Linked DNA regions of Mus musculus: all the other regions are linked to region 7. A link is a contact called in public Micro-C and promoter capture Hi-C data. All regions are on one chromosome and are shown on one strand. The core of a region is the stretch at or near the end of the contact, and the rest is flanking DNA. Distances in the headings are between cores, read along the strand shown. Region 1 holds the start of Srebf2 (sterol regulatory element binding factor 2). Region 2 holds the start of Scube1 (signal peptide, CUB domain, EGF-like 1). Region 3 holds the start of Ccdc134 (coiled-coil domain containing 134). Region 4 holds the start of Csdc2 (cold shock domain containing C2, RNA binding). Region 5 holds the start of Tspo (translocator protein). Region 6 holds the start of Ttll12 (tubulin tyrosine ligase-like family, member 12). Region 7 holds the start of Tbrg3 (transforming growth factor beta regulated gene 3).

Evidence for each region. Promoter capture Hi-C pulls out the DNA fragments that hold promoters and counts their contacts. A called contact is a pair of places that touch in the nucleus more often than the background predicts. Capture Hi-C pulls out chosen DNA fragments and counts their contacts.
Region 1: a contact with region 7 is called in a promoter capture Hi-C map of liver, with 6 times the contacts expected there. The contact joins the promoter of Srebf2 here to the promoter of Tbrg3 in region 7. A contact is called at or near these places in 5 of 39 promoter capture datasets (erythroid cells, hippocampal neurons, liver and 1 more) and 3 of 115 datasets of contacts at active chromatin or transcription factors (embryonic stem cells, extraembryonic endoderm stem cells and pancreatic cancer cells).
Region 2: a contact with region 7 is called in a Micro-C map of embryonic stem cells, with 3 times the contacts expected there. The contact joins the promoter of Scube1 here to the promoter of Tbrg3 in region 7. A contact is called at or near these places in 1 of 39 promoter capture datasets (hippocampal neurons) and 1 of 484 Hi-C or Micro-C datasets (embryonic stem cells).
Region 3: a promoter capture Hi-C map of liver shows a contact between it and region 7, with 2.5 times the contacts expected there. The contact joins the promoter of Ccdc134 here to the promoter of Tbrg3 in region 7. A contact is called at or near these places in 1 of 484 Hi-C or Micro-C datasets (the G1E-ER4 cell line) and 1 of 9 other capture datasets (liver).
Region 4: a promoter capture Hi-C map of liver shows a contact between it and region 7, with 4 times the contacts expected there. The contact joins the promoter of Csdc2 here to the promoter of Tbrg3 in region 7. A contact is called at or near these places in 2 of 39 promoter capture datasets (liver and pre-B cells).
Region 5: a promoter capture Hi-C map of pre-B cells shows a contact between it and region 7, with 5 times the contacts expected there. The contact joins the promoter of Tspo here to the promoter of Tbrg3 in region 7. A contact is called at or near these places in 11 of 39 promoter capture datasets (the 3T3-L1 cell line, 3T3-L1-derived adipocytes, the C10 cell line and 6 more), 3 of 115 datasets of contacts at active chromatin or transcription factors (bone marrow-derived dendritic cells, fibro-adipogenic progenitors and memory CD8 T cells) and 1 of 9 other capture datasets (adipose tissue).
Region 6: a promoter capture Hi-C map of liver shows a contact between it and region 7. The contact joins the promoter of Ttll12 here to the promoter of Tbrg3 in region 7. A contact is called at or near these places in 1 of 39 promoter capture datasets (the C10 cell line), 3 of 115 datasets of contacts at active chromatin or transcription factors (double positive thymocytes, memory CD8 T cells and pancreatic cancer cells) and 1 of 9 other capture datasets (liver).

The regions. Positions count from the first base shown.
Region 1 is chr15:82,145,956-82,150,298 of GRCm38.p6, forward strand. It overlaps Srebf2 (sterol regulatory element binding factor 2), which reads left to right and starts at 1,314. Exons shown (of 19, transcript NM_033218.1): 1 at 1,314-1,535. The coding sequence starts at 1,448.
Region 2 is chr15:83,723,005-83,727,096 of GRCm38.p6, forward strand. It overlaps Scube1 (signal peptide, CUB domain, EGF-like 1), which reads right to left and starts at 2,035. Exons shown (of 22, transcript NM_022723.3): 1 at 1,815-2,035. The coding sequence starts at 1,902.
Region 3 is chr15:82,126,077-82,130,247 of GRCm38.p6, forward strand. It overlaps Ccdc134 (coiled-coil domain containing 134), which reads left to right and starts at 1,846. Exons shown (of 7, transcript NM_172428.2): 1 at 1,846-1,973; 2 at 3,976-4,094. The coding sequence starts at 3,992. Mei1 (meiotic double-stranded break formation protein 1) reads left to right here. Exons shown (of 31, transcript NM_028897.3): 31 at 538-738. The coding sequence ends at 583.
Region 4 is chr15:81,934,511-81,938,368 of GRCm38.p6, forward strand. Csdc2 (cold shock domain containing C2, RNA binding) reads left to right here and starts at 2,249. Exons shown (of 4, transcript NM_145473.3): 1 at 2,249-2,477.
Region 5 is chr15:83,561,629-83,565,965 of GRCm38.p6, forward strand. It overlaps Tspo (translocator protein), which reads left to right and starts at 1,945. Exons shown (of 4, transcript NM_009775.4): 1 at 1,945-2,016.
Region 6 is chr15:83,592,913-83,596,793 of GRCm38.p6, forward strand. It overlaps Ttll12 (tubulin tyrosine ligase-like family, member 12), which reads right to left and starts at 2,245. Exons shown (of 14, transcript NM_183017.2): 1 at 2,037-2,245. The coding sequence starts at 2,198. Gm52182 (a long non-coding RNA gene) reads left to right here. Exons shown (of 2, transcript XR_003951515.1): 1 at 1-381; 2 at 1,425-2,534.
Region 7 is chr15:82,896,842-82,900,782 of GRCm38.p6, forward strand. Tbrg3 (transforming growth factor beta regulated gene 3) reads right to left here and starts at 1,620. Exons shown (of 1, transcript NR_027799.1): 1 at 1-1,620. All of the region lies in intron 1 of Tcf20 (transcription factor 20), which reads right to left. It overlaps Gm20324 (predicted gene, 20324), which reads left to right and starts at 2,239. Exons shown (of 4, transcript NR_045068.1): 1 at 2,239-2,427; 2 at 3,878-3,941.

The sequences.
Region 1 (4,343 bases), core at 64-2,563, 750 kb before region 7:
TTGTGATGTGACTTTGTGGGTATTCCCAGGCGCCTGATTGCCAGGATCTTTTTCCCTCTCAGAGCTGCAATACCTTCACTGGAGACCCTTTCCCCCTCAGAGCCTGCTGGAACACTTCATCCCAGAAGTTAAGAGCTGTTTGCTTGCCACGGAAATCAAATAAATGTGACAATGACAACTGTGGTCTTGTGCTGTTTTAAAGATGACAAACCAGGCTTATCAGCAAACAGTTGCTTAGCCAGCCCAGGAGCAGGAAGTGGCTTATTGGATATGCAGGTCTCCCCACAGAGCCTTCAGCTCTGACCCCCTAAGAACAACTGCCTCAGACTCACAAGAAGCTCTTCCTATGTATGCCATGAAAACCTTCTTCCTCTCAGTATACACTTAGGTCCTTTCTCAGATGTCCATTCCAGCATTTCTTTTTTTTAACGATGCCCTGATATTCTACTGTTTGGAGGTAATTTATGTACCTGATGCCTTACTGTGTTACTGTTTTCCCGTTAGAGAACTTTGTGATGAATGTCTTTGAATACATGTACTTAATAGCATTCCTCGGAACACTAATCTTTTTGTTTCTTCGGATAAGTTCTTGGAAGCGTGCACCTTTGTGTGCAGTGTGACCGACTACCTGTAAGATGATGCAGTGAGGTGACTGCAGGAGTGGGGCCTCACCTGGAGAGACCATTGAACAAATGACCTTGTCTGAAGGCCTTAGAATGATCGAGGTTTCCCAAAATTGAGGGCCAGTTGTAAAATGTTCACAATACTCAGGTGATCTCAAGACCCTGTTAAGTCTCGGATGGGATAAGTGTGACTTAGGGTCTGGATAGCCTATCCCAGAATGTTAGGGTACTATGATTCTACCCAGAGCTAGGGGGAGGGAAGAGGCAACTGGGGAGATGACGTAATGTGCTCCTAGAGTAAAGGGGGCGGTGGTAGAAGGTAGCGCCGGACAGCGGTGCGTTAACCCTTCTATTTCCGGGCTCTCGACAAAGTTGCTCCTGGAGCTGATCCAACGGAAAAGTAGCGGCTCCTTTAAGCCAGAAGAAGGCTGGGACGAGGACCCGGCGGCTACTCTCCGCTGGCGCTTGGATGCCGTGAGGGGCGGAGTCCCGCTATGCAAATCTGAGCTGCTGATCGATGACGCACCATCACCCCATGAGCCGCTTCGCGCGCCGATTGGCTAATGCAAGCCTGGTCCCATTGACAACAAACTTGGGGGTGCGGAGGCTCGGGGCGGGGCTGCAGTGGGCGCGGCCCGGGGCGGGGGAATTCTGCCCCGCCCCTTCCGTGGAGTCGGGGCGCAGCTCAAACATGGCGGCGGTTGGCACGGGGCGGTGAGGCGGTACCAGGTGGGGGCTGTCGGGTGTCATGGGCGGTGGCGGCGGTACCGCCTCCGCGTCTCCCTGAGCTGGACCTCACGGGGGACTCTGCGCCAAGCTGGGCGATGGATGAGAGCAGCGAGCTGGGCGTTCTGGAGACCATGGAGACCCTCACGGAGCTGGGCGATGAGCTGACTCTCGGGGACATCGACGGTGAGTGGCGGCGGCTGGGTGGGAGTGCGGGGGGCGCGCGGGGAGGAAGGGGTTACGGCGGCGCTCGCGGGTGCGCGTGCGCCCACCCCGCGATCGCCCCGGCGTGCGCGGGAAGGAACCCGCGGGGGCCGGGCTGCCCGGGAGGTTCCCAGTTCTTCTGGCTCCAGAGTCTGAGCCCGGGTCGTGACGCAGGGCTCCCGGTGGCTGAGGAGTCGTGGGCGCCGCGGGGCCCGAAGCGGGGCTGGGGGCGTCGCGAGTGCCGCCAGAGGAGAAAGCGAGGCGGCTGCCTCCCTCGCGCGCCCACACGCGCTCTGGTTTGTCCGGTCTTCGCCGGCGTCCCGCGTCGCACCTGTCACTCCCTGCCTGGCCACTGGAGCGGCTTCGGGATTTCCCGGACTGCGCTCCCGGGCTCGGCTCCCCCACGCCCCCGCTCTTTTCGGGATTGACTGACAGCCGGGTCTGCGGGCGCTCTGGAAAACTTTGGGCAACAGCTGCAAAAAGCAAGTTACTGATGGAGTGGACAGAGACCGCAGAGTGCGGCGGCCTTGGATGGAGACCCGGGCGCTCCTGCTGTCGCACTGCAAAGGGAGTTGAGCAGCAAGAATTTTGAGTTGTGGCCCCTCGGGTACAGACTAGGGAGCTGGTGGCCTTTGTTTCGGCGGCCTTAACAGCGAAGTGGAAGAACTGGTAGGAGCCCAGGGAACCTCTCTTAAAATTCTCTCACTTTTCAGCCACGGGAAGGAAGGTTTGGAGAGGGTCCCAGACTTGCCCGCGGTCATCATGCTGGTTAACAAAGCCCAGTTCTTTCTGTTTCTGAGCCACTATTAGTTTCTTTCCACTCCACCTTTAAGAAAAATAGGCTAGTAATTAAGTCATTCTCAGTAGTCAGGGCTCTTCTGAAGTTCTCAGTCCCAAATACTTTGCGTTAGTTCATTTATTCAATCCCGCTGAATTGGGTATCGCTCAGTTTTGCCGGAGGTGTCGTTTAAGGTCACTTACTTTAGAGAGTCCAGAACTCCTAGGCAGTGACTCAGTTTATGGAATGTTACTACACCTAGAATCTAGAACCTTGCAGGCAGATGTGATGGCCACATCCTCGCTTCGCAGGCGAAGAAGCAGGTAGAAGGTTCTCTCGTGGAGAAAGGAGTGACAACAGTTGTTTAAAGAAGGTGTTGGCCAGGTGCCTGTTTTGCTTTTGTAGCATTTTGTAGCATTTTTCCCTTAGGGTTCGCCCTTACTTCTCATTTTGGTCATCCAGACAGTGTGACAAGCCCGTGTATTGGAAGTTCCACTTTTAACCACAGATTCTTCCACCAAGGATCGCTAAACACTAAGATAGGTTAACGAATGGGAGGGGTTACTCCTTGGAACGTGGGAGTGGCTAAAGTGTTTTGAGCACCCAGGTACAAGATAAAAGTGTTAAGCACTCACACAGGTTCCCAATACTTATCACAGCCCTGTCAGATAAAGATGGATGTCAGACTGGCCATCTCCCCTCACCGTTGTTGGGACTGAAGCCCAGCGCTGTTCATTAGCATACCCAGGGTTCCCTAGTCAGTAAGGATGTCTAAAACTGCCTGCCAGCAGGTACAAGAGAAAATTCATCTTGGTCTTTTTTTTTTTTTTTTTTTTTTTGTACTTACATTTTATAATGATCTTTATTTGTCTGCGTTTTCAGTCTATTAAATCATCTTAGCGGTTAATATTAACCTTATAGATTGCTAAGTCTCACGGAAAATTTTAGGACCACCTGGGGTTTTGTATGTGCCTAGGGCAGCAAGTGCAAGTCAGAGGTGGGAAAGCTTCCTTGAAGGCTAGTTTACCAGAAAGATCACACCAAGGAGATAGCCATTGACCTTAAAAGACAAGAAGAACCAGTTGAACAAAGCTAAGGACACCGGGCTAGTTGGAAGTGTCCCCTGAACCCTCTGTTCTCCTGAGCAGGTTACTGGAGGGGCGGGGGGCGTGGTACGACGGGACAAGGGGACAAACCACCTTTCTTTTTCTTCCCTCTGTTCTTTGCACCGAGAACAGCCCTTGGGACAGTGAGAATGCTCACTGTTTATGGAATGTCTGTATGAGTACCTGGGACAGGATACTAAACGGTATTAGGTATAGTTTCCATGATTGGATCAGGGTGAGCAGCCCATGTGCATCCAAGAGGAGGAAGAGGAGAGGTGATATGAATGCACTTTTGTAACTGGAAGCCTAAAAGTCTCATGGCTGCCTTCAGGAGCTCAAGGAGCTGTGAGTCCAAGACCAACAGGGTCTCTTCTTAGTCGGAGAGCTTTACGTTCTTTAAGTTCTTCTTTCTTTTTTTTTTTTTTTTTTTTAAAGATTTATCTATTTATTATGTTTAAGTACACTGTAGCTGACTTCAGACAATCCAGAAGAGGGAGTCAGATCTTGTTACAGATGGTTGTGAGCCACCATGTGGTTGCTGGGATTTGAACTCCAGACCTTCGGAAGAGCAGTCGGGTACTCTTACCCACTGAGCCATCTCACCAGCCCTAAGTTCTTATTTCTTTGGGGTAAAATAAATGGTCACTGACCTGGAAATATAGTTCCATGGCAGGGTGCTTGCCTGGAATTCATAAATTTATGAGTTTGATACCTACTACCACAAAGACAATGCAATTGAGCACAGTGGAGCATAAGCCATCTCAGCTTTCAGAAGCTGAGGCAGAGGGGTCACCTCATGTTCTAAGACCAGCCCAAACAACTTAGTGAGACCCTCATCTCAAACTAAAAAAGAATGCTGGAGGGGGGAGGGGCAGCTCAACAGTAGAACTCTTGCTTAACATATGT
Region 2 (4,092 bases), core at 785-3,284, 830 kb after region 7:
CCACCCCTCTTCTTTACTCCAGACTCCCTGATACCGGCTCACCAGAGGGGAGAGAGGCATTGGAAAGAAGCACATGAGAGTCTTCCCTGCACATGAAAACACATGCAAAAGGCAGATACACACATGTACACACATGTAGCATCCCTCCTGAGGCTAGCAACCTCTGCTCAAGTGTGTGGTCCACCTCTGCAGTTGCTCAGAGGCAGGAGGCAAGAACCAAGCAGTATAGTAAACCAGAGAGCACAAGCCAAGGCCAGTAGGGAGGCCAGAGGGAGGGGCTCTCTGGAGAGCTGGTCACTGAGGGACCCACTACTTCAAGGGTAGGATGCCAGAGATGGCCAGACCATATGGGACACCTCTAAGAGCGGCTCATCTTTCCACTTCCTAATGGTCAGGGAATGAGAGTGAGGGTCAGGAAGTTTCCTGGGGTTCTGGGGTCCCTTCTATCTCGCACCTACATAGGATGGAACACAGAACTTGGGAAGGGGTGGCTGGGGCTGTCTGCCTTTCAAACTATAAACTTGGCCTGGAAGCAAGGTAGCCTGGCTGAGCCAGACTGCAGATCCCTGTGCAACCCTCAGATATAGGCTGCTCACTTCAACTCTGGTTTTCTTATTCAGCTGTTAGGGCTCCAGAGTCACCAGACTTCCACAGAGGGTAAGGAAAGGCAGAAGAGGATAGACACTAGGAGGGACAGAGAGGAAGGGAGAGGTACACAGGATAGTCCCACAAAAGTGAGGACCCCCAACACCTGGGAGAAATGCCCACGGACTGTCTAGTATCCTCAACAGGACCCAGCTTCTGGAATGGGCGCATGGAAGAAAACTCAGCGCCAATGGAGTAGCATGGACTAGCATAAACTCCCTAGCACTGGATCTCTGTGGGACTCTCCGGAGAGCAAGACAGGCAGGAACCTCCTCGCCCTCTCCAAGGAGAACAAGGAAGAATGTGAAAAGAGAGACTCGGTGTGCAGCTTTGCCCGGAAGCCCCTTCCGGGAAACTCAGATCACGGAGGGACACCCCCACCTAGCAGTTCCTTCTGCCTGGACCAAAGGCTGTGCCTGTGCCTCCGGCCCCCTCTCTCTGATGTCTGTTCTGTTATTCGTGTTCTCATCCACCTCCTTCCCTACGTCTGTCCGTCTTTTCTCCCCCTCCTGTCTGACAGTCCATCTGTCCATCTCTTCCCAGACATCTCCATCCTTCCTCTCTCACTCGGCCCCCTCCCTCGGCGACGCCCCTCCGAGTCCTCCCGTCTCTCTGTCTGGTGTCCATCTGTCTCCTCCTCTCTGTCCTTTGATCTGCCTTTCTCCATTCCGCTGTCCACTGCCTCCTCGCTCCCCTCCCTTGCCTCCTCTCCCCTCTTCCCTCCCGCGGCTGTCTTTCTGAGGGCTTCTTCCTGGGCCCTTTTGTCTGTTCCCACTACGCCTCGGCTCCTGTCCGTCTGTCCCTCTATCTTCCCACCTTCCCTCCAGTCTCAGCGCGTCCTTTCTGACCACCTCCGGGTATCTCCTACGCGGCAGCTGCCCAGTCCTTGGCCCCGGGGGAGCGCCGCTCTCGGTTCGGGGGTCCCCGCCCGTCTCCGTACGCATGCCGGGCCCCGCAGGCGGCCGTCGCGCTTCCTTTCTTCCTCTGGCCTCCCGCTTCCCCTCCCGGGGCCTCAGTCCACCCCGCCCCCGCCGGCCCCGGGCGCCCCGGGCGATCGCAGAAGTTACTTTGCAAGGAGGCAGGATCCGGCGCTGGGCGGCCTCCGACGGCGCGGGGTGGCAGCCTGTAGGACCCCGCGCGCCCTCATCCCCCTGGGTCCTCGCGCTTACCTGGCAGCCCGCTGCCCCCCACCAGCCGCCCGCGCGCTCCCAGAGCGAGCAGTAGGTACAAGTGCCAGCGCACGGCCGCCGCGCCCATGCTCGCTGCGGGCCGCGCCGGGTGCTGGCGTGCGGGGCACGGGACGCTCGGAGCGACCGCTCCGCGAGCGCTCCTGTCTGCAGCGAGCTCCGCTACCGCTCCGGCTCCCAGCCACATAGCCGGCGCGCAGGACAAGCTGACAGCCGCGCGCTCATTGGCCCGCGGCCGTGGGGGGCGGAGCTCCGCGGGAGGCCGTCCAGTGGGCGTCGGGTGGCGTGGCCTGCGGGCGTCTGGGCCCGCCTCCTCTCCCGGGGCCGGCGGCAGGTGGGGGGTGGGAGCCGAGAGAGCTGGGGTCGCGGTACAGGGTGTCACCCGGGGCCTGGACTGGGCCGCAGGCTGCTCTTCCCCAGTCCCTCTTTGTGTGCTGATCCCCGAGGTCCAGGGTGTCTGTTTCCCTTCAGATATGCACACACTCTGTTGGGGGAGTAGAGGTGAAGAAAGGCCCAGAGGCACCCAGGGATGGTGAAGAAGATGCTAAGAGCACGCAGCCAATACATAGGAATTTATTGAGCCGCTACTGGATGCCAAGTGCCGCTGGGGACAGCCACACACTAGTCAGCAGTGAAAGCTCTGGACGATAGCTTCAGAATTTGCGTACAAAATCAAAGGAACTTTTCAGTACTGCCCCGAAGGACAATGGTTATAGGAGTGTTTGTCTTGGACAGGCGCGTGTCGCGCCTAGAACCGTTCTCCCAGTGAATGGACGCGCGACCAGGCCGGATTGAGTGACCTCTCTCTACCCAGGCTCTTGTTGCTCTGCGAAGCCCAGATCCTCGGGTGACAGGCCCAGCGAGGCGGGAGAACCGTGGCGTCGCGGTCTCCCTAGCCCAGATCCTCCCCCAGCTCGGGGTCTACACCTGACCCCTCGGCCTTGAGGCCTGGCGGGCACTCAATGGCCTCTCTCAGCTCCGGAGGGAGGCAGGACACTGAAGAAGTTCAGCAAACCCCAAGGCCCATCTCCTTGACAACCACCAATAAGAGCTCCTGTTTTCTCCTGCTCTCCAGATTCAAAGACTAGAGTTTTAGCTTTTTGTCCACTCTGCCTGTGCAGTGTTGCGCCCAGCGGTTCCCATCCACGCTGGCTCTTTCTTCCTCCCTGCCCCCAGCACACACTTTTGCAGCCACCTCCAAGGCCCCAGAAGGTTAAAGTCATGTGTCTCGGCTCCTGCTGCTAGCCAGACTTCCCGTGGGCTTAGGGCAATGGTTTGGAGACTAAGGCAAGGGATCCATTTCCACGTTATGCAGATGGAATCAAGGAGGAAAACGTGGAACTCTGGCCTCTACTGTGTCCCCATAGGCTCCTACCCTGGCCACTGCATGCATTTTCTTTCCCTGGTTGCTCCTGGCCATGTAGTTTAATTTGGGGGACCTTGTTACCACGCCTTATTTTGTCTTCTCTCAGCTGTAGGGCTTTGAGATTTTTTTCTTCGCCTGTGCAACCAATCGATTTGTGAGATGTGTTGTGTGTGTGTGGGGGGGGGGGAGTGAGGGAGTTTGGGAGAGGAACTCTGACTTCTTAGCACAATGTTTTTCATGTCTCTTCCTCAGGGGCTCTCATCCCCACTCATATTCAGGGGGGATGGAGGCTTGGGATTCCCGTGAGTCCCCGGGGACTCTTTTGCTAATATGGAAATTTTATCTGCAGTAACCTTTATCTTCAGTGACTTGAAGGTCAGGTTTGCTGATGAACTAACACTCTTTAAGCGTGCAAAAGAAACGAGGGTCTCATCTAGGAGACCATGGCTCATGTGGCAGAACCAAAGGGCTGTGCAGGGTGGGGGGGAAGGAGGGCTGGGGGAGGGGAGCTGAGTCTCTAAGTTCCTGACCAAGGAGAAGGTTTATCTCCTTGGAAGAAGGAGGGGGTGGAGAAAGATGCTTTATTTCCTAGAGCAGAAGGCTCTAGATTGTTCTGGGGTGGGTTGGTTACATGGGATCATCACTCTAATGTCAGGACTAAGGATGTCTTGGCACCTTTGCATATTGAGCTGAGAAAGTGGAAGCCACTGGTTTGGGGAACAGACTGGGCTACCTCACATCCGAGCCACCTGTGTGCATTCTGCATGTCAATCGGCACCCACACCCTCCTCTGAGGTCCTCTCTAGACCAACCACAGGCACGGTAGCCTGGCACACAGCTTGCCTTTTGCACCCTGAACCCAATGTCACGTTGCCACCCGGACAGCCTTTGTTT
Region 3 (4,171 bases), core at 596-3,095, 770 kb before region 7:
AACTTCCTTTTTAAAAAGATTTTATTATTTTTATGTACATGAGTACACTGTAGCTGTATTGATGGTTGTGAGCCATCATGTGGTGGCTGGGAATGAAGGTTGCCCACTCTGGTGGGCCTGGCTTGCTCCAGCCTCAAGATTTATTTATTATCTAAGTACACTGTAGCTGTCTTCAGATGCACCAGAAGAGGGCATCAGATCTCATTACGAATGGTTGTGAGCCACCATGTGGTTGTGGGATTTGAACTCAGGACTTTTGGAAGAGCAGTCAGTGCTCTTAACTGCTGAGCCATCTCTCCGGCCCCAGAGGAGAACTTCTTAGCCCTACTGGCTACTCCCCTGGCTATCTTCTCTTTTCATGGAACAGTTCTCTGTTATATGCCAACTGCTGGTCCCAGTTTTGGAGTCCGTGCCACCAATATTAGAAGTATTCATACTCTTCTCTGACCATTGCTACCCTTCTGGGGTTCTGTGATATCCCTCCCCTCCCCCTTCAGCTCTGTTTCTCTTTTATTCTCCTCTCATGATTCACGCCAGCTGCCTCGGAGGTGTGTCTGTTTCCCAGGCTCACATCAGAGGCTGAGCCTCAGGACATAAAGGCCCAGAAACAGAAAACAATGAGACCTGCAGACAAATTCCGGGCATAATGGTTGAGGGGGAAAACAATATCAAGCCTCTCTCTGGAGCTATTTTACACCACAGTGGAAATGGAATTGGGAAATAAAATAATGCATTAACATTCCTGTGTGCACTTTCACTCTGAGCTCATCTTCCTGGAACTTGTTCCTCAGCTACACAGCTGGACACTGGCTTGTTTCCGCAAATGATGGAGACAGACTGGAGAGTGAGAGCATTTAAGGAGCATGTGCACCAGGCAGTAGTGGCACACGCCTTTAATCCCAGAACTTGGGAGGCAGAGGCAGGCGGATTTCTGAGTTCAAGGCCAGCCTGGTCTACAGAGTGAGTTCCAGGACAGCCAGGGCTATACAGAGAAACCCTGTCTCAGAAAACCAAGGGTTGGGGCCTGAGCATGTGCAAAGTGCTTCATAGTTGTACATAGAGAACATGAAGAACCCCTGAGCTGGGAAGGCCCCAACATCAAGGGCCCCAAGCCTTGTGGTTGGACTTTGGAGAAGCACTTCACCTCAAGTGGACATGGGAAGAGGTACAAATCTCAGGGGGGAATAAAATCAAACCCACTTCAGCCTCTCTGGCTCAAGCCTTTTCTATACTCACGTGGGCAATGGTCATTTAACGTCTACCATCGCCGGCTACTGGCAGAAAACTCTGCCCGCACCTGTTTGTATATCAGCCCAGCCTGGGCTTTGCGTCCTAACTGGCCACTCCGCCGGTCTTCCCCGGATCTAGCTGTCCTGACACCCTCAATCCCTACCCCGGAGCAAAACAGAATGTCTACGAACAGAGGAAGAACTCTGGTTTAGAAATCAGTGAACTGGATGGACAAGTCGGGGTTGCCCGTGCTCCGCACTACCATAGGTTATGCTGGTTCCTTAAAAAGTTCTTTGGATCTTGCGAGCTGAGGTTTAAAATAGACTCAGATGAGACATCAGGCACTACGCTAAAAGCGCCGGGCAGCAAGGGTTTCGGGCCGCGGTTTGCTGACGCGCTTTCAGCAGGGTAAGGGCCCCATCGTAGCTTAACTTCCTCCAACTCCACCAGAACCGAGATCATCAGCGTGCCGGGCGACGGCTTCTCCCAGGACCACGCCGTGGCTGACAGCTGCAGCGACACGCGCCAGAGCACAGCGGGGCGGGGCCGGAAGTGAGGTCAGCGGAGCGCGGCGTTCGCGGCCCGGTCTCATTGGTCAGGAGCAGCGCAGTAGGTGGGCCGGCCGCTTGTCGGTCTCCTAGCACTGCTGGCCGGTTGCTGTAGAGTTCCGCGCCTTGCCAGAGTTGGGTGCTTCCGGCTGCTCGCCAAGGGGCTGCTCCCTTCTCCCTGCACCGCCGGCCGGGGTAGGTAGTGGTGGGGGTGCCGGACTGTACTGTAGGCTTCTTGGGAGGGGAGTGCGGAGCCCCCCGCACTGCGTACGGGTTCGGGACTCGGACACCTAGAAAGGCTCGCTTGCCCCTCCGAAGCTCCAAGGCGCGGAACCAAAACCCCCGCCCGGCCACTACCACAGGCTCTACAAGACGAGTTCGGAGTCGCTTGCCGAGTCTGAAAGAGCGCTGGGGACGCTTGGGACAGAAGCGAGATTTAGAGGCCGAAGAGTAGAGTATCAGTCATGAAAACCAGACCTGTCCCCCGCGGTCCGCTACTTTGCTTTCCCACGTTTGTCCTGCTTGAGTTATCCTAGGTTGTCTGGTAAATTTGTTTCCCTAAGTTTTGCTGTGGCCTGGTTCAAGTTCGCTTGGGTTCTGGAACATGAGACGGAAGGTGGACGGTCCTGGATAATCTTTGTTCTGTAGATTTCTGCTGTCCCGGCTCCGTGGGGGCAGGGGTTCTCCTAAGGATCTCTCCCAGAGCATCTCAAATTCTGGGTGGGGGTGTGGCCAGCTTTGATATGAGATGCCCTGTGCTTATTTAGAGACAAGACACAGTGCACTGAACTGAGAGTAAGACTCCTGGCTCAGCCTAGGAACAGCTGTAAGACTCTGAATAGTAACTTTTTTTTTTTTGTCCCCCAGTTTCCACATTAGTAAAACAGGGTATCTTTCATCTGAGTATGAGGCCTCTGTTGACTGTCATTTTCCACCCTAGTCTATCCATTTTGGAATTTTAGACAAGGCCTAGATTACTCTCAAACTTAAGGACATTCTCCAGCCTCAACCTCCCAAGTGGTGGGATTAAAGTTATGAGCCACTACTCCCAGCCCCCACATATTAATGTTTCACTTGACCAAATTCTTCTTATCCTTAAAAAAAAAAAAAAAAACAGAGCCAACTGTGTGTGTGTGTGTGTGTGTGTTCCATGTACACCTCAGTATGTGTATGCAGAGGACAGAGATCAATACCAGGTATCTTTAATTGTTCTCTTCCCTATTCGTTGAGACAGGACCTTTTACTGAACCTGGAGCTCCTAGATTCAGCTGGACTAGCTGGCCAGCAAGCTCCAGGAATAGTTGAGTCCCCAACTCCTCAGATCTAGGAGCACAAGCATGCGTTGCACCCAGCTTACTCATGATACTGGGGATCAGACTCGGGCCCTGGTTCGAACTTCACCAACCGAATCCTTTTATGCTTGTATGTTGGTTGATTGTCTCGTACCCATTCAAGCGATAAGGTACAAGTTCAGGGAGTTTGGTTTGCCATACTTCCTGGGTATGTGTTCTCAGCTCTAGAACTGCGTGGAACATTGCTTGAGCAGTAATGGTTGGGCTGTTGTTGGAATTAGGGACAGATGCTGCACATGTAGTTCCCGGGTGAATGGGTACAGTCTCCAAGTCTTCCCTGCTTCCCTTCTCATGCTGTGTCCCTTCTTTCTGATGTCAGAAGAAGTTGGAGGAGGAGGGAAGCCATACAAGCCTTACATACCTTCTCACTGCCTGAGACTCCTTGGCTGATACCCTCTTAGAAGGCTAGGACAGGGATTTGAAAAGAACCTTAATGCCCAGTCAGCCCCGTTCTCCAGACATAGTACATTGTTCAGACCTGTCGCTCTGCATCAGGAAGGGGACCTCCTATGCCCGATTTTATAGGAAGCTATATTAAGCTATAAGACCTTCCCTGGCTTAGAGAACTGGAGTGCTTGCCCAGGAACAAGGCAGATGTAGTCAGGACTCTAACCTAGAGCTTTAGCCTCAGTCCCTATCCAGTGTTGTAAGACTGGCTAAAGTGTCTCTTCCTTTCTTCTGCAATCCTATAAGCCTGTCTAGTGTGCCTGCTAGTCATTAGTCCTGGCTAGATCTTCAGGGCTCCCTAGAGCTGGATGCTTGGTATTTGGAGGCTGGGCCATGTCTGGGGAGGTATGTTTTCCCTGAACTCACCCCCTGCCCCTATCTTTGGGTTATTCCTCTAGCTCCAGAATCTCAGATATGGACCTTCTTCAGTTCCTGGCAGCCTTCTCTGTCCTCCTGTGGCCTGGCACGGAAGTCACAGGCGCCCTGAAGAGCACTCTGGACCCGAGCCTCAAGATTTGTATCTCTTCGGGGCTTTGGTGGGATGTGAATTCACTGTCTCCGAAGGGCTGGTGAACGAGGTCCCTCGGTGTCCAT
Region 4 (3,858 bases), core at 999-3,498, 960 kb before region 7:
ACAAACAAAAACCCACAGCAACAACATTTCTGGGCTTGTGGGTATGTGTGGTGTTGGATCCCAACGCCCTATAACCAGGTCACTAACACAGGCAAATCCTTCTTCCTGGTGTCCTCCCTCTCCTCTCTAGTACAGTAAGGTCTACACAAATGAGCGGATCTGTCACATGCATAAAAATGGTCAAAGCACCAGGTGGTGGCAGCACAAACCTTCATTCCCACCACTCAGAAGACAGAAGCAGGCAGATCTCTGTGAGTTCGAGGCCAGCCTGGTCTACAGATTGAGTTCCATCTGAACTATTCTCATTAGGGTTTTTCCCTTACTTGTTTTACCGTTCTTCTCTATACCTTTACCTTCATTCCAGTGGATGTCTTTCCAAGTTTTGTTTTTTTTTTTAATGATTTTTGTTTATGTGTATCATGTCTGTGTGTCTGTGTGAGAACGTGCCACATATGTGCAGGTGAGTTGGAACCCTCTCGAGCTGGAGTGGCAGGCAGTTAGGACTTGCCATACGTGGGAGCTGGGACCCATGCAGGCTCCCCAGAAAAGCAGCGTAACTACTGCGCACTGGTTTGTTTGATTTGTTTTGTTTTTAGGACACTGGGGTCTTCTCATAGAGTCTAGGCTGACCTCAAATTCACAGCAATCTTTGGCCTCTTCGGTGCTGGGATCACAGGTCTACCCCCATCATGTCTAATTTTCTTTCTAATTGTTGAAAATTGCCTACTTATATTTATTTCATGTTTCACTGGTGTGTTGCCTGAATTTATATCTGTGTGAGAGTGCTAGATTCCCTGGAACTGGAGTTACAGACAGTTGGGGGGTCGCCATGTGGGTGCTAGGAATTGAACCTGGGCCCTCTGGAAGAGCAGCCAGTGCTCTTAATCATTGAGTCATCTCTCCAGCTCCTGTCATGTCTGTTTTCCTGTTTGTTTGTTTGTTTGTTTGTTGAGACACTGCCTCTCTAGGTAGCCAGGTAGACTCAAACTTGAAATCTATTTGTTTCATCCTCTTGAGGGCTGGGACCTATAGGTCTGTGCCAGCACAAAGGGCACCTCCTCATGACTCAGTAGTACTAAAGTGACACCTGGGGAAGATGTCTCTCTAAGATGAGGTTGAGGAGGGACAGGGGGGTGGCAGAGAAGCCCTTTGAAGAGGTTTCCTGGAGCCTGGCCCTGAGCTCATAGACGGTTGAGCCTTACCTGTCCTCTTGGGGAGCACTGTCCTCTTGGGGAGCACTGTCCTCTTGGGGAGCACTGTCCTCTTGGGGAGCACTGGGGTCCTAGGGATTTGCCTGAGGTCTTTTTTGTTTTGTTTTGTTTTTGTTTTTCCGAGACAGGGTTTCTCTGTGTAGCCCTGGCTGTCCTGGAACTCACTCTGTAGACCAGGCTGGCCTCGAACTCAGAAATCTGCCTGCCTCTGCCTCCTAGTGCTGGGATTAAAGGCATGTGTCACCACTGCCCGGCTTTTTGGGGGGCGGGAGTGTGCTGAGGTCTTACTGTCTGAAGAGACCTAAACTGCTTGGACTGAATCTGCTGAGTCAGTCCTTACTTCTAAAAGCCTCCTAAACCACAAGTACACACAGACACACAGACACACAGACACCACTGCCCCCTGTATATGTGTGTGCGAGTGTGTGTGTGTGTGTGTGTGTGTGTGTGTGTGTGTGTGTAAGAAAGAAACATACACAGAAAGACACTCATTATTCTTTTATAGTTCTCTTCCCCTGGATTCCACAGCCCCTCCCAAAGACCTAATGTGTGCCAAAGAGATTTGAGCACATTCTTCAAATGGAGATCTCAGATGATCTGAGGGGACAGAGCTCAGCACAGCTGCAGACTGCAGAGGGAATGGAATGTCTGGGAGTCCCTAGGAACCTGGCTTGTTCCCAGAGGGTCTCCTCTGTTCTCTGGCCTCCTTTCTCCAGAATACATCCTCCCACCCTGCAGGCCCTCCCGTTGACCATAAACACTCCCTGGCACCCCGCTCACCAAGAATGCACACTGTCTCTAGCTCTTCCTGCCTCTTACTCCCCAGCAGCTACCCTGACCTGGTAGAGCAAATTATACCTTGGCCCAGCAATAAAAGCCACTTTCCAAAACAAGAAGCAGTAACGCTCAAAGTGACGCAGCTTAGCCACTCACCCAGCACTTGGCCTGGCTCACAAGGTGGTGTCTGGGCCAGAGAAGAGATGGCTTAGTGTCCCTTTAAGCTAGGAGTACAAATTCCCATCCCAGTCCCTCCCTCCAGCACATCCTGACGTCAGCAGGAGGGCGTGTGTGAGTGAGTGAGTGAGTGAGTGAGGGGCCCGAGGTGCCTCCTGCACACCACACACACACACACACACACACACACACACACACGCCACGGAGAGTGCATTATCCAGACGTGACCCCTGCGAGCCAGCTCCACAGTCCAGAGAGATCGGGTGCTGCCCACTACAGGAGACAGTGCCTGGACCCAGCTGCCACGGCGAGGTAAGGGACCTGAAGGAAGCCGGTGATGGAAACTGTGGCAGAGGCAGGGGCCGAGGGCTGATGGTACCAAGAAAGGATGTGTGGATTGAGGTTGGAAAGGTCGCAGCGCTACATCAGCCAGCCCAGCTCTGCTTAGAGGATGCGGGGGGAGATGTAGAGCCCACCGCCCTTCCCTTCTCTCTCCTTGACCCTCCAGAAGAGCTGAGGCGGAGTGGCTCCCGCGCATCTGAATGTGTGTGAATGTCTGTGTCTGGGACTCGCGTCTGGGTTGAGATGCAGGTAACAGCAGCTACCTGCCAAGCCGCAGCCTCCGGTCTGGGAACTAGGTGAGGGAAAGCCGGGACTCCTTCCAGACCCTAAAAGGCCAGTCCGGAGCACCGCTGGATTTTGTCCCTGGAATCTGTTTTGAGGCCAGAGCAGAGGGGAGGAACCGCCTGGGGCAGGCAGAGGGACCCAGAGCAGCTGTCTTCCCTCACTCTATTTTTCCCTAGTGTGGCAGAGATAATTGTGTCAACTGGCTGGAGGGATGGCTCTGTGTTATTTTTGCCTTTATGCCACCCCACTGGGTCTTTGCTCTCCCCCGCATGCTGGGCTAGCTCTGACCTCCTCCTCTGCTTAGGTGCAACCCACTGTAGGACAGGGGGTGATAGACCAGCTGCTGGACACCCCTTGCTTGCTGTAGGATGCAAGGACTCAGGTTGGCCTTGGCTGGCATCAAGCCCCTAAGTGGTCTGACCCTGGCACAAGGAGACTGAATGGAGATAAGGGACCATGCTGGCACCCACAAGGAGACAGCAGGTTCCTGCCAGGCTGCCAGGCTGCCAGGCTGCAGGCGCTTCCCAGGGAGGAGGGAGAGCGGGACTGAGAACAATAATAAATCCAGAGTGTGAACTGCTGCATCCGCTGGGGCTGGGGGAGGGGAGAAGGAAGTGTGCCTGGTAGGAGGTGGGCACCCTCTTCTCCGACAGCCTGGCACTGGCTCGCTTAGATGCCATCCAGTCAGGGCCTTTCCCTGGGAAGGATGGGAGTGAGGAGGTGGGGATGGAGGGTGGGAGTGGGGGTTGGGGGGAGCTCTTTCCCAAATTCAACTCCATCCCAGAGGTCTCTGGACATGAATGCCCAGGTTCTGGGTGTCTCCTCCCGTCCTTACCCCACACTGCATTTTCCCAAAACATCTATTTGCCTATCCTTGTCTCTCCAGCCCCACCTTGACAAAACTAGTGCAAACAGAAGCTAGTGGCGAAGGGTCCCAGGAGGACACGCCAAGTTGTCCCAGGCCTAGAGAAAGATGGCTGGACAAGGTTGGAAGATGCTTATTGGCTAGGGAGGGGGCTCCCTAGTGGCCCTCAAGGACCCACAGGGATGGATAAATGGGGGAGTA
Region 5 (4,337 bases), core at 695-3,194, 670 kb after region 7:
GTTTGTTTGTTTGTTTGTTTTGAGACAGGGTTTCTCTGTGTAGCCCTGGCTGTCCTGGAACTCACTCTGTAGACCAGGGTGATGTCGAACTCAGAAATTCACCTACCTCTGCCTCCCAAGTGCTGGGATTAAAGGTGTGCGCCACCACGCCCAGCTCTCACAACCATCTCTTAACTTTAGTTCTAGGATGTCCAAGGCCCTCTTCTGACCTCTGTGGGCACCAGGCACAGACATGGTACGCATACATATATGTGGTAAGATACCCACACGTGTAAAACAAAAAATAAAAAGGTCAGGTCCTTTGATTGCTGGCTCAGTGGACTAAGTTTAAACTCACATAGGAGGCTGTGCTTGTAAAATTTCAAATCTTTGCAGCCCAAATTTACATCCACAGGCTGTAGCAAGAAGGTAGTAGCAACAACAGTCGAGTGCGCCAGAGATGTATACAGTTGCATACTGATGTCATAACACACAGCATGAGGCCGCTGGACCACAACCCACTTCCAAGGATCTGAAGGACAGAGGGACTCTGGCAAGAGCTCTAGGAGGACTAGCCAACCTAGACAAAATGAGCCACTGAGAGGGAAGATGCTTCAGTTAGTTTTCTGTTTCTATCACTGAATGACATACTGGGCCATTTATATAGAGTACAAGTTACCGTCCTCAGGGTTGTAAAGTTCAAGGTCAGAAGCTGCATCTCACAAGAGCCTCCTTGCTGGTGGAGACTCTCTACAGAATCCAAGGGATGTAGGGCTTCATCTGACAAGAGGGGCCCTATCCGAGAACCTGCACTGGCTGGCTTTGATACCAGACCTACACTCAGGATAACCGATGGATCTATTCCTGAATGAATCGTGAATGGATAGGGGCCACACCGTGAATCCTTGGGACATAGTCACCTCAAGGTCCACCTGGTCCCACTTGGTTTCACCTCTTGATTCTTCACAACGGGGACTAAATTTCCACCATAGATCCCCTCCCCCAGCTCCCTCTCCCCCTTCCCGGTGACAGTCAATCCTTTGCAAATACACAATAGGACGTGAAACCTATCCAGGAGGCAGACAAGGGTACGCCAGAGGGGCGCAGAGAGACTGAAAAGCTGTAGGCACGTACAAGGCATGTAGAGCCGTTGCCGCAGGGATTGGCAAGGCTGCAGAGGTGTGCTGAGAGATGTCTCAATCAGACCGCCTTCGGCTGCTGTGCTGCTGGTTAAGAACAGGAAGCCCGGGACTGGGACGATACCTTAGTGGGTCGCATGCTCACCTTTACCTTGCAGACACCAGGATCTGAGTTTCATTTCCAGAACCTGTGTTAAAACCCTGGGTATAGTAGTACACAGTTATAATCCCAGGGCCCAGGAGGTTGAAACAGGCAGATTGGTGGGGCTCCTTGCCCAGCCAGCCTACTCTAATTGACTCACAGGAAGAGGTTGAGGGCTGCCAGCAAGTGGGTGTGGCCAGGCATAGCGCCTAGGGCCTTACTAACACAAGAGGCAGAAAGCGGTTAGTTTTGTTTTCCTTTATTTTGGGCAGTGCTGGGGATTGAAACTCAGGGGCCTTTGCGTGCACAGAAAGTACTCCACAATGGAACTATATCCCAAGTCCCTCATTAAAACAAACAAACAAATAAACAAACAAACAAAAAACACAAAATACGGATAAGATGATAGGTAGAATTCAGCCAGGCACAGTGGGGGGGGGGGGGGGAATATAATACGCAGCTCAGACTGACTGCGAGCTCACTGTCATCCTCCTGTCTCGGTGTGAAATACAAACATGTGCCACCTCTGTGGCATTCGTTGTCTGCCTGTCTGCGATGCATCTCTCCCCTCTGTGTCCAGGCCCACGATGAGGAGAGAAAAAAAGAGGGGTGCCTGGTTGAGGGCGGGCCTGGGAAGGCAGGGTGCCTCCGGGTGCGGCGCAGGGCGGGGCGGGGCGAGGCGGGGTCAGCGGCTACCAACCTCTGTGCGCAGTGTCCTTCACGGAACAACCAGCGACTGCGTGAGCGGGGCTGTGGGTACGTGAGACCCTGACGGCGGGGAGCCAAAAGGGAAACTGAGGCCAGGTCCAAGCGGGAGGGACTCCTCCCGAGGATGTGCTGCTGAGGCTGAGGGTGTTTGGCCTTTGGGGACAGCGGCCAATGTCCTGTGCCTACCTCGGTGAGGCAGGAGTTGGCTGCTGCAGCTGGAGGCAGCTGGGCGGGAAGAGGAGATAGCCTCTGGCTGCTGGGAATCCTGCTTCCCCTGCAGAGGAGTTCTGGGATCCGTGGGAAACCGAGACTATGCAAAGCCCAGGAGCCAGGATTTGAGCGGCAGCTGCCTAAGCCTGCTTTGAGATCAAAGCCTGCATGTGTGGTGTGGACGCTTCTCCTGCGTAGTGATTTGTGAACTTGGGTACTGCGTGTGTGTGCCTGGCCGTCTCAGGGCTGAGACCCGCCAGCGTCTAGAAACTCTTGATAGTGGTAGGTACCTGAGGGGTGAGGCCGACAGACAGCAGGCTTGCTTTTTAAGCTTTTCTCTGATCGGAGTTTTCGGCTTCTGTTTGTGTTCCCCTTGTTAGGGGGTTGTGCAAGCGGCGCCTTGAAAGCCAGTTTTGTTTGATAAAGTTGCCACTCCGCCACGCCATTTCCCCACACCCCAGACCTCATGGTGACCAGTTCCTGCCGGTCCTAACTGACCTGTTGCTGGCGCGATGATTACTTTCAGAATGAGAAAAGCTGGCAAAAGGTATAAGGAGGATTTGCAAGTTCGTTAAAAACAAAAAGTCCTAAAATTCCTCGGGACAGAAACGGCTTTGCTGGAAGGAAAGCTCAAGGATGGGAGGAGCTTCACGCAGTGGACGGAAGAGGGCGTGGCCGGCTCCCTTCTGTTTCTGGGTCATAGTCTCTAGGGAAGCCCCAGGGCAACAGGTACCCCAGGCCCATTGGCTCTGACCTAGCTTCACAGATAGCAGCCTAGGAGAAGGAGGGCTCAGGCATCCTTTCTGGCTGTCCTACTAAGAGGTGGGGCCCGAAGCTCTATGGAGTGATGGTGCTAAGTATGGAGAGGGCGATGCTGTTGGCCTGTGTCCATCAGACACTGAGAAGAGAGACAGCCTGTGGACCTGATCCTTGCCCAGGGCATTGTATCCCAAGGGAAGGTGACCGAGAGTGGCCGAGTGTCATTGTGGATGTAGAGATACCAACCTGGAATGTTCTACAGTTTCCCCATCAGTTTCTTTCTTTCTTTCTTTCTTTCTTTCCTTTCTTTCCTTCTTTTTTTTTTAAAGATTTATTTATTTATTATATGTAAGTACACTGTAGCTGTCTTCAAACACCAGAAGAGGGCATCCGATCTCATTACAGATGGTTGTGAGCCACTGTATGGTTGCTGGGATTTGAACTCAGGACATCTGGAAGAGCAGTCAGTGCTCTTAACCCCTGAGCCATCTCTCCAGCCCCATATCAGTTTCTTTACCTGGAAGGTGACACTAGCAATAAACCCTTTCTGGGGACTGTGGATCAAAGAGAGGTGGCTGACCCCTGCCCTGTGGCTGCTGTGGGGAGTACATGAAGGTTTGACTGAGTGAGTGAGTGCCTTTGAGTAAGGCTTGGCTCCTTTACTGAGGCCCTGGGGTGGTGACCATCGAGAAGGCCTACTACCATACTCTCCTCTGTCTAGTCCTTATTCTTCTGTCCAAGATGCTCTCTGGAAATGAAAAGGTAGCCATCTCCTCCTCCCCTAGAGGAAGCAGCTGAGTGGTCCCTGAACTGATAGTCACAACCCTGGGTGGAGTTTTCCAGGGAGGTCTTGGTGTTCTGTCCTTCCTTCCTGGAACACCCCAAGGACCCTGAGCAAGCTGGTGACAGGGTGAAGCTTAGGATGTTACATGTCTTCTAGAAGAGACCGAAATAAAGGGTGAGTGGGTGGCTTTGCCCCTCTGAGTATCTCCGTCCTGCACTCTATACTATCCTGGGATTCCACCCTGAGCTGATCTCCTGCCCAGCTCAGTCTAGCCGAGGGGTGACTCAGCTTTATGGGCCCCACCCCTGCCTGTCTACCACCCCTCTGTGTGGGTGACTCAGGAACTGGGCAGTCTCCAAGAAGTCCCTGGAAGGTCCCTGGCCCAACTTTCTCCTTCAGTTTCAAGTGGGGTGGTGACTGTCCTGTTTTGTGACTTTGGATGGAAATAGGGGGCCCTCCCTTTGATCCCCTTAGTGAAGCAGAGCATAAAGATAGTCTTGCCTTCCAGGGCGGCTAGAGGGTGGGAGTAGAAACCTGGGGTCCAGTGTCCTGTCCCTAGATCCTGTCCTTATGGTATGTCTTTGGGACAGCCACCACACTATAATGGGAGACTTGA
Region 6 (3,881 bases), core at 995-3,494, 700 kb after region 7:
AAATGTGTGTGGGGAGCAGGGAGTTTACCACACTCCAGGGTGGAGGCCGGCAGGCCAAACAGAAGATAAGGGAAAGCTGGTGCTCTGGGGAAAGCTCTTACTTAGGTAGAAGGAGTGCAGAGTCTCAGCCAAGTTCTTTCTTGATCCCTGAGTGAGGGGAGGCCTCAGGTCTTCCACACCCCCAGCCTTTCACCCCAGGTCTTCTGGGGGACAAGCAGGCCCAACCTGAAGCCTGGCTTGGTTGTTCCTCTGCTTTGGCATGGAGGGACCAACCCCCACCTGTCAAGCTGTAAACCCCTAGGGAGGTGACCCCAGTGGATGTTCCTGAAAGTGGGAGGGAGTGTGAAAACACCCCCAGTCTTTTCTGTGGAGCCCTCTGAGGTAAGGAACCAGAGCTGATTGCCTGCTTGGTGGGGGAGGGTGGCTCTCTACAGGCAGGGATGCAGTCCTGCTGAGCATTCCCTCTGGGCCTTGTGGCAGGTCTCACTGTGGTGACTCAGCTTTGTCTGGAATGGCTCAGGAGGGCCTGGGGAAAAAAAAAAAATGGGTATCCCTGACTAGGCCACAGCAGCCCAAGTGAGAAGGGACAGGACACTGGTGGAGTGCAGTGGCCTGTCATTATCTTCTGCACCCCCTCAGGGAGCCAGGTGCTGGTGTTTCTCCATGCCTGCTTTCCAAATCAGACAGCTTAGGTGGGGAGTCACCTGACCAGGGAGAGTGCCCCTGAGTGGGGTCCCAGGGCATTCCAAAAACAAACAAACAAACAAACAAACAAAGAAGCCCAGCCCTTGCAGCATCTTGGGTACCCTCTTATCGTCACTAATAAATGGGGGTCCAGTTCTACCTCAGCACTGGCCTGAGATCAAGGCAAGTCTGCAGAAAGTAGCAGTGCGGAGGAGGGCCCAACACCACGTGAGCAGAGAACTTAGTGACAGGGAGTAAGTAACCCTCTGTAAGGAGGTGCCACTGACAGATGAGCCTCGACCAATGATGTAGTAATATCTGATAATCAGACTGAAGTAGAGAAATCACTTAATACTCCACCTACCAAACCGGTCACTACAGCTGCTTGCCCTGGGGCTGACGGCCAGTTATAACCTCACGGTATTGCCCAGGACCATCAACAATGTAACACTAGCACAAGGCTGGCTCCTCCTCTTTTACTGTCCCACAGGGCTAAGGATTGAGGCGCCTCCCAACCGCCAGCATGCTATAGTGAGCTGCAGTACAGCCCTACGTATAGGCTTAACCAGGAAATATCTGGCCCATACACAGTGTGGAACTAGATCAAAGAGGGTAAGCCTACCCCATTGAGAGGCACCGGGGAATCCTAGCTTTTGGACTCTCCCAGTCACCTGAAGGCTTAGTGGGTCTCAGATAGGAGGTGGTGTCCTGTGAAAAACCAAGCTCTTGCTTCGCAAAAGACCCTCCGCCCAGCCTAGCAGCTGCTGTCTTCATCACCCAAACCCTGTTCTCCGACGGAAGAAGCCGGGCACCCCGTGGAAGCCTAGCTCAGGTGAAGGATGGAGCCATTCTCTCAAAAGATGGGGGAGACCTTCTAAACCCTCTCTTAGCGTCGTCTCCATGTCTCAGGGCCTCCATTCTCTTTAGTGTACAAAGGGAGACCTGCTACTCACGCCGTGGGAAACAACTCCACAGAGTTCTACGGACTAAGCAGAGCTGCACAGAGCTGACTGAAATGATGCCGGTGTAGCTTGAATCTAACAGGAGCTCCTGCATCCGCCGGAGCCTCAGTTTCCTCATCCGTAAGTGGAGTCGCGAGTTCTACTCTTAATATATCAACCGAGGCGTTGGGATGCTGCGAGCCAAGCGCATGCCGGTTTGCAGGTCCCTGCGCATCCTCGGCGGGCCCATAACCCTGCAGGATGGCGGCACAGGCGCATCTCTCGGCCTGTACCCTTCTGACTCCCAGGTACATCCTGCTCCTGAACTTATAAGTGGCTCCCCTTCAGAGCTGCTGAGCTGTGCTCCCCACTCGACCGCATAGCCTGCCCGCAGCCCGTGCCATCTCGTACCTCGTGCTCCAGCTTGTGCAGAAGGCGGCCCCATAGTCGCTCTGGGACTCCCGAGGCGCGCAGCGTAGGGCCGTGCAGCGACACGAACTCGTCCAGCAGCCGCGCGTTCAGCCTCTCGGCGCGGCCGGGACTGCCAGGCTGCGGCCCGGACTGGATCTCCATAGTGCTCGGAAGAGCACGGCGCCGCCCACCGCAGGATTTAAGCGGACGGCGCGCACGCGCCTGCGTCCTGGGTTGCGAGGTTCCAAGAGTGCGCACGCGCGCTGGGGGCGTGTCTTCTCCATTCATCCCAGGACTGCCGCGAGGGATTCTGGGAACGCTGCTTAGAAGCCCCAGAGAGTCAGAATCAGGAGAGATTGTCCTCAAGGAGCCGGTGAAGCTGAGATGGGGAGGGGGTCGGGAAGAGGCAGAAGGTGCTCCCCCTTGCGCTGGTTGCAATCTTGTTTCGCCTGAATTTTTTTTTTAATTTTAGTTTAAAATTTTTATTTTTTTATTTTACGTGTGTGAGTGCTTTTATTTTACGTGTATGAGTGTGTATGTAAGTGCATATATGGCTCATGAAGGTTAGGAGACTGCGTCAGGTCCCTTGGAACTGGAATTACACATGGGGTGCTGGGATCCAAACCGGGTCATCTGCAAGAGCAGTTAACTACTAAGCCATTTTCCCAGACTTGTTTTGTTTTATTTTGTTTTGGTGTGTGTGTGTGTGTGTGTGTTTGTGTGTGTGTCACAGCGCACTTGTGGAAAGCAAAGAACAAAACATTGTAGAGTCTGTTCTCTTTCCATTTTTATCAAACGCAAGTCATTAAGATTGCATGGCAAATGCTTTACCACTGAGCCATTTGCTAGGGCTTGGTTATCATCATCATATTGCCACAGGGTCACATTCAGCTCAGACTAATCTGACCAAGAAACTCACTTTGTTTCGAAGGCTGGCCTTGAACCCTTCCTCCCTCCACCTGTCAAGCATTGGGAGACACCAGCGTGTGGGGATCCTAGTTATATCTCAAAGGTGGACAGATCTTTCTAGGGATTGGAGGAGCCTTCTCAGTCCTTGGAATGCCTTGTTGAATTCAAAGGTTGTGATAACTTGGTGTGCCATCAAAAGGGTTATTCCACAAGTGCAGAGATCAGCTTGCCTCTGCCTCCCAAGTGTTGGGATTAAAGGCATAAGTTACCACCTCCAGCCGCTTTCTTGCTTCCTGTCTATCGAGGAAAAGAGAGCCCTAAATTCAGAGAAAGACTCTGTCTCAAGAAATTAAGCAGAGAAAGGCAGATGAGGATACCCAATATCTTCTTTTAGCCTCCACTTGCACATGGCACACTCCCTCCCTGTATGCATGGACTCATATACCCACAAGCCCTCAACAATCAATCAATGACTGCATGGATCATTTCATCATATAATTTGCTAGATGGAGATGAGATAGAGGGTAGTTTAAAATTTTTTTCAATAGATGTATGTGATGGTTTGAATATCCTTGCATAAGAGAGAGAAACTGTGAGGACGGGGCTGGGTGATTTTGGGAAGTTCGCCAAGCAGCTTCCAGCCAGCAACACAGACTCTCTTCAGCTTTCAGAGAGTCTGTGTGTATTCTCTGGTGGAATTACCTTACAACAGCAGAGGTTAGGAGAAGTTCTGGGTGTTCTAGATCACCTGGAACTGGAGTTATGGATGTTTGAGAACAGATATGGATGCTAGGAACTGAATCCCAGTACTCTGTGAGAGCAGCCAGTGCCCTTAACCACTGAGCAACCTCTCCAGCCCCCTTTAAGGATCTAATGCTGCCTTCTCCGATTGCTGACTCTATGAATAAAGCACAATTTTAGAAGATTCCATCCCTG
Region 7 (3,941 bases), core at 370-2,869:
TTTGTTTGTTTGTTTGTTTTAAAGAGCCAGTAGAGCAGAATGACAGTAGAAAGCTAAGTATTTTAGGGCCACCCATACTAACTAATCTGCCCCTTGAGCAGGCCCTGAGTTAAAAGGAACCTGGTAACAAGTTTTGGGACCTAGGAGAGAAGAGTTATATTCAAGCTCCACCTCTCACTAGCTTATGTATTCTGTGGAGAAGGAATAATGAACTCTTAGGTCCACTGGGTAGACATTTTAGGACAGTTTAGAATTCTTTGGCCTAAGTCCATACATTGTTTTTGTTTTTAACGTAAATGTTAGCTTCCTTTCCTCTCTAAGTTAAAACTTAATAAAGGCAATTCTCCTACTATCTTACCTATGTAAGATCTCTCATATACATACGTACATACATACACACTCACAAACTACCACAGTAAAGCTTTATAGTAATTTTTTCATAAGCCATAAAACAAGCATAATACATACTTGAGTGTGAGAGGTGCTTCTAATTCAAGTAACTGGCACTTTTTCAAATCATACAGTAAACATGAGGTCATAATTCAAGTCCTAATAAAAAATTCCAAATAACTCATATGTATAATCTTAAGTGTCTCCTTATGTGACAGGCATGATTTTAACTAATATAAAAGAAAACCTTCTTTTAACACATACACAAGATAAACATTATGAGCCCATTTTGCCATCCACGTTTAAAGACCATTAAGGCTATACAGACCAAAATTTTTTAAAAAATGATCTAAAAAAACCATAGTGAGCTATATTTTATGGGGAATTGAGCAAAAACAAAAAAACAAACAAAAACAAAACAAAACAAAGTCTTCCACAAACAAGAGCAAAATCCAAGTTGGTCTAAGAGTACTTACCATTCAAAAGCATATGGCCCAGGGCCCTCACACACCAGAAAATCAGTAAAACTAACGGGTTCTTCAGCATCTGCCAGGGAAGTACCCTGCTACCACTAGGAATAAACCGGGGATGCAAACCATTTACTGCATCCTGAGGTGGATATTAATTCTGCAAGCCTACTACATCGCATAGCTAATTCTACTTTATCCCTACTCCAAGACTGAAATTGGAATTTGAAGTTAGCCAAGTAAGAGTCACCTAAAAGATCTTGAAATAGCATCCCTTCCCCACGTGGAAAGGGCTTCCAACAAAAACAGACCCAATCATCGCATCCATATTTCCCAATTAGCCAGTGCTTTTTCGGAAAACTCTTATCACAAAGGAAAAAAAAAAAGCATAATAATGTGCATTCAACATAAGCTAGACTGCTATTAATAGTGTGCGTTTTCTCTTCAGAAGCACAGAAAAGCACTGGGAATTGAGCACAAACTACCCTGACCAAGTTACTTCTCAAGCCAGTGAGGCGCATCTTACATCTCTCAGTAAAGTTCCTATGATCAAAATGAGAGCGAGCACAAAACCGGAGTGGAAGAACCACCAAACCAAACTCAAATAAACCTTCGAAATGTCTGGCCTGCAAGGGAGTCTTTAACAGAAGTGTAATTGAGGCATGAGAGGGTAGGTAACTTGCCCAGGGCTACAGTTTATTTGGTGGCCAAGCTGGAAGTGCATTCCAGGCCTCCTAGATCAGAATTTAGTGCCGTTTCCCCAGCTGCCAATGCCACCCCATGTAAAATCTTTTATAAAACTCTTCACTAAGGCTGTTAACATAAGGGTCCAATTATCATTCAAAGATCAGCCTGTTAGATAATAGCTCAAAAATTCCATCCATTTTTATAGCATTTACCAGAGTCATCTAATCTCTGGAGGGAGAACGCAGAGCTCGGGTAGAAACCCCTAATTCTGATTCGTCCCCAAAGGAGTTGAATACAGGCAGGCAAGCAAAACTGGTGTCCGCACCCACAAACCGTGGAGGAATCCGCAGCTCCACTGCCCCCCCCCAACACACACACACACACACACACTAAATTCCACTCCCATCCCGGCGCACTCAAGACATCCCACCTCCCGCCGCAGGCCGGATAGCAAACTCTTCTATAAGCCACCACTTTTCCGTGAGAATGAGGAAGAGAGACTCAGAGCCTCGCCTTCCCATCCCCTACCCGCGAGAAAGAGCTCCTTCGTGGACTCCGCGGGACCCTGCGCCCTGCCCTGCTCACCGCGGCGGGGGAGGGGAGAGCGCCCCACACAGGAAGTGCATCCTGCGCCCCTAGCTCGCGCCCCGCCGCCGGGTACCTGCTCTGGGCCGCCGGCAGGCGACAGGCAGCCGCATCCACATGGCCTCAGGTGTTCGCGCGGCTGCTCCGCCAGCCCCAGCCGGCCCCTCCCCGGCCCGCTCCAAGCCCGGCCCTTCACGGGTGCCTCGCCCCCAGCCCCCGGCCAAGAGGCCAGCAACGCCGGTCCCCGCGGGGCTGCCAAGAACGTGGACCCCTCAGCACCTCAGGCCGCAACGACCAGGTATCTCCGCCCGCAGCCCCAGAGCCTCCGGCCGCTCTGCCCTGACGCCGGTCCTGGCCGTTGACCCCTCGGCAGCCCACGCCGGTCCCCTCAGCCCGCTCCGCGACTCCCGAGGCTCAGCACTTGCAGGGCGGGCCGGGCCACGACCTGTGCTCCCAGCAGCCAGCCTGAGCGGCGCGGCCCGGTCCCGGCCCCTCGGGCTGCCCTTTCTCCTCAGGCCGGGCGGCGGTTACCTGCAGGAGCCCCCCGGCCCGTCCCTCGGCCTCCGCCGGCGCTGGGAGGGGAGGGGGCGGCGGCGCGGCGCGGGGTGGGGGTGGGGGTGCCTCCACCGCCTCCAGCGCGGACGCCCAGGCCGACGGCGGGGCGGGCCGGGGCCGCGGCCCCTAGAGGCTCGCTCCGGCCCGCGCGCTCGCTGGCTCACTCCCCGCTCCGGCGCGCCTCAGGGAGGGCTCCCCCGGCTGAGGCCGTGGCCGCCTCGCAGGGGCCGAAGGCGGCTCGGCTCCGGGTTTTTTCTCTCCATTCTCCCAACACACAGGAAATAACAGAGCGTCAGGTGACGGCGCGCAGCCAATGAGGCGGCTCCGGGCCCCGGCGCGCGGGCGGGCGGGAGGGCGCGCGGCGGGGCGGGGCGGGCGCAGGGGGCGGGGCCGGGGGCGGGGTGGCGCGCTGCCCACCCGCGTGTGGCAGCGTCGAGAGGCGCAGCAAGGAGACCCCCTACTCTGCGGTCCGGGACCACGCGCCCAGTGCTACCTCCAGCCCTCCGCTTAAGGCTACCTTGTGGGGTGCCCCAGAGCAACTTTCTGGGGAGTTAGTGGCACAGAACCTTCTACTGGGATTTCTGGAGTTCTCCCAGAGCCTCCAAATCCGAAGTCGCGCCTTTGGCAGCCCTTGAAGCCCGTGGCAATTTGTATAGTTACTTGAGCTGCCACCAGGGTGGCTCCCGCTTTCTTAACGTCCGCCGGGCCCAGGTGGGTAACATGGCCTGGTGTGTGCGGATGCACTCTCTGCCCATGGTGCCTACTGGGTGTTCCTGGATGAACAACAGTCTCTGACACTCAGTTTCCTCCGTTCTAAAAGCAAAGAAGCCAACCTACCTCACGTGTAAAATAGACTTCCACACCAGTAGTCTGCAGTGGTGCTGAGGTTCTGCACTCCTGGATGGTAGGCCCAGAACTGAAGTAAGAGATTTCCAGGGCCATGCCTCAGGCCCTAGCCAGCCTTCCCTTGTTCCTCAGATATCTTCACAGAGCAAAGGGCTAAATTTCTTTTTCCTCAAGAAAAATCTCATGTACAACCACCGTCTCATAGATCAGTGGTTCTCAACCTTCCTAATGCTTTGACCCATTAATATAGTTCATATTGTGGTGACCCTAACCATAAACTATGTCAATGCTACTTCATAACTGTAATTTTGCTACTGTTATGAATAGTAATCTCTGTTTTCTGACAGCCTCTCCTGTGAAAGGGTCATTCACTACCAAAGCTGTCCCGACGCCTAGGTTGGAACTGCTGCC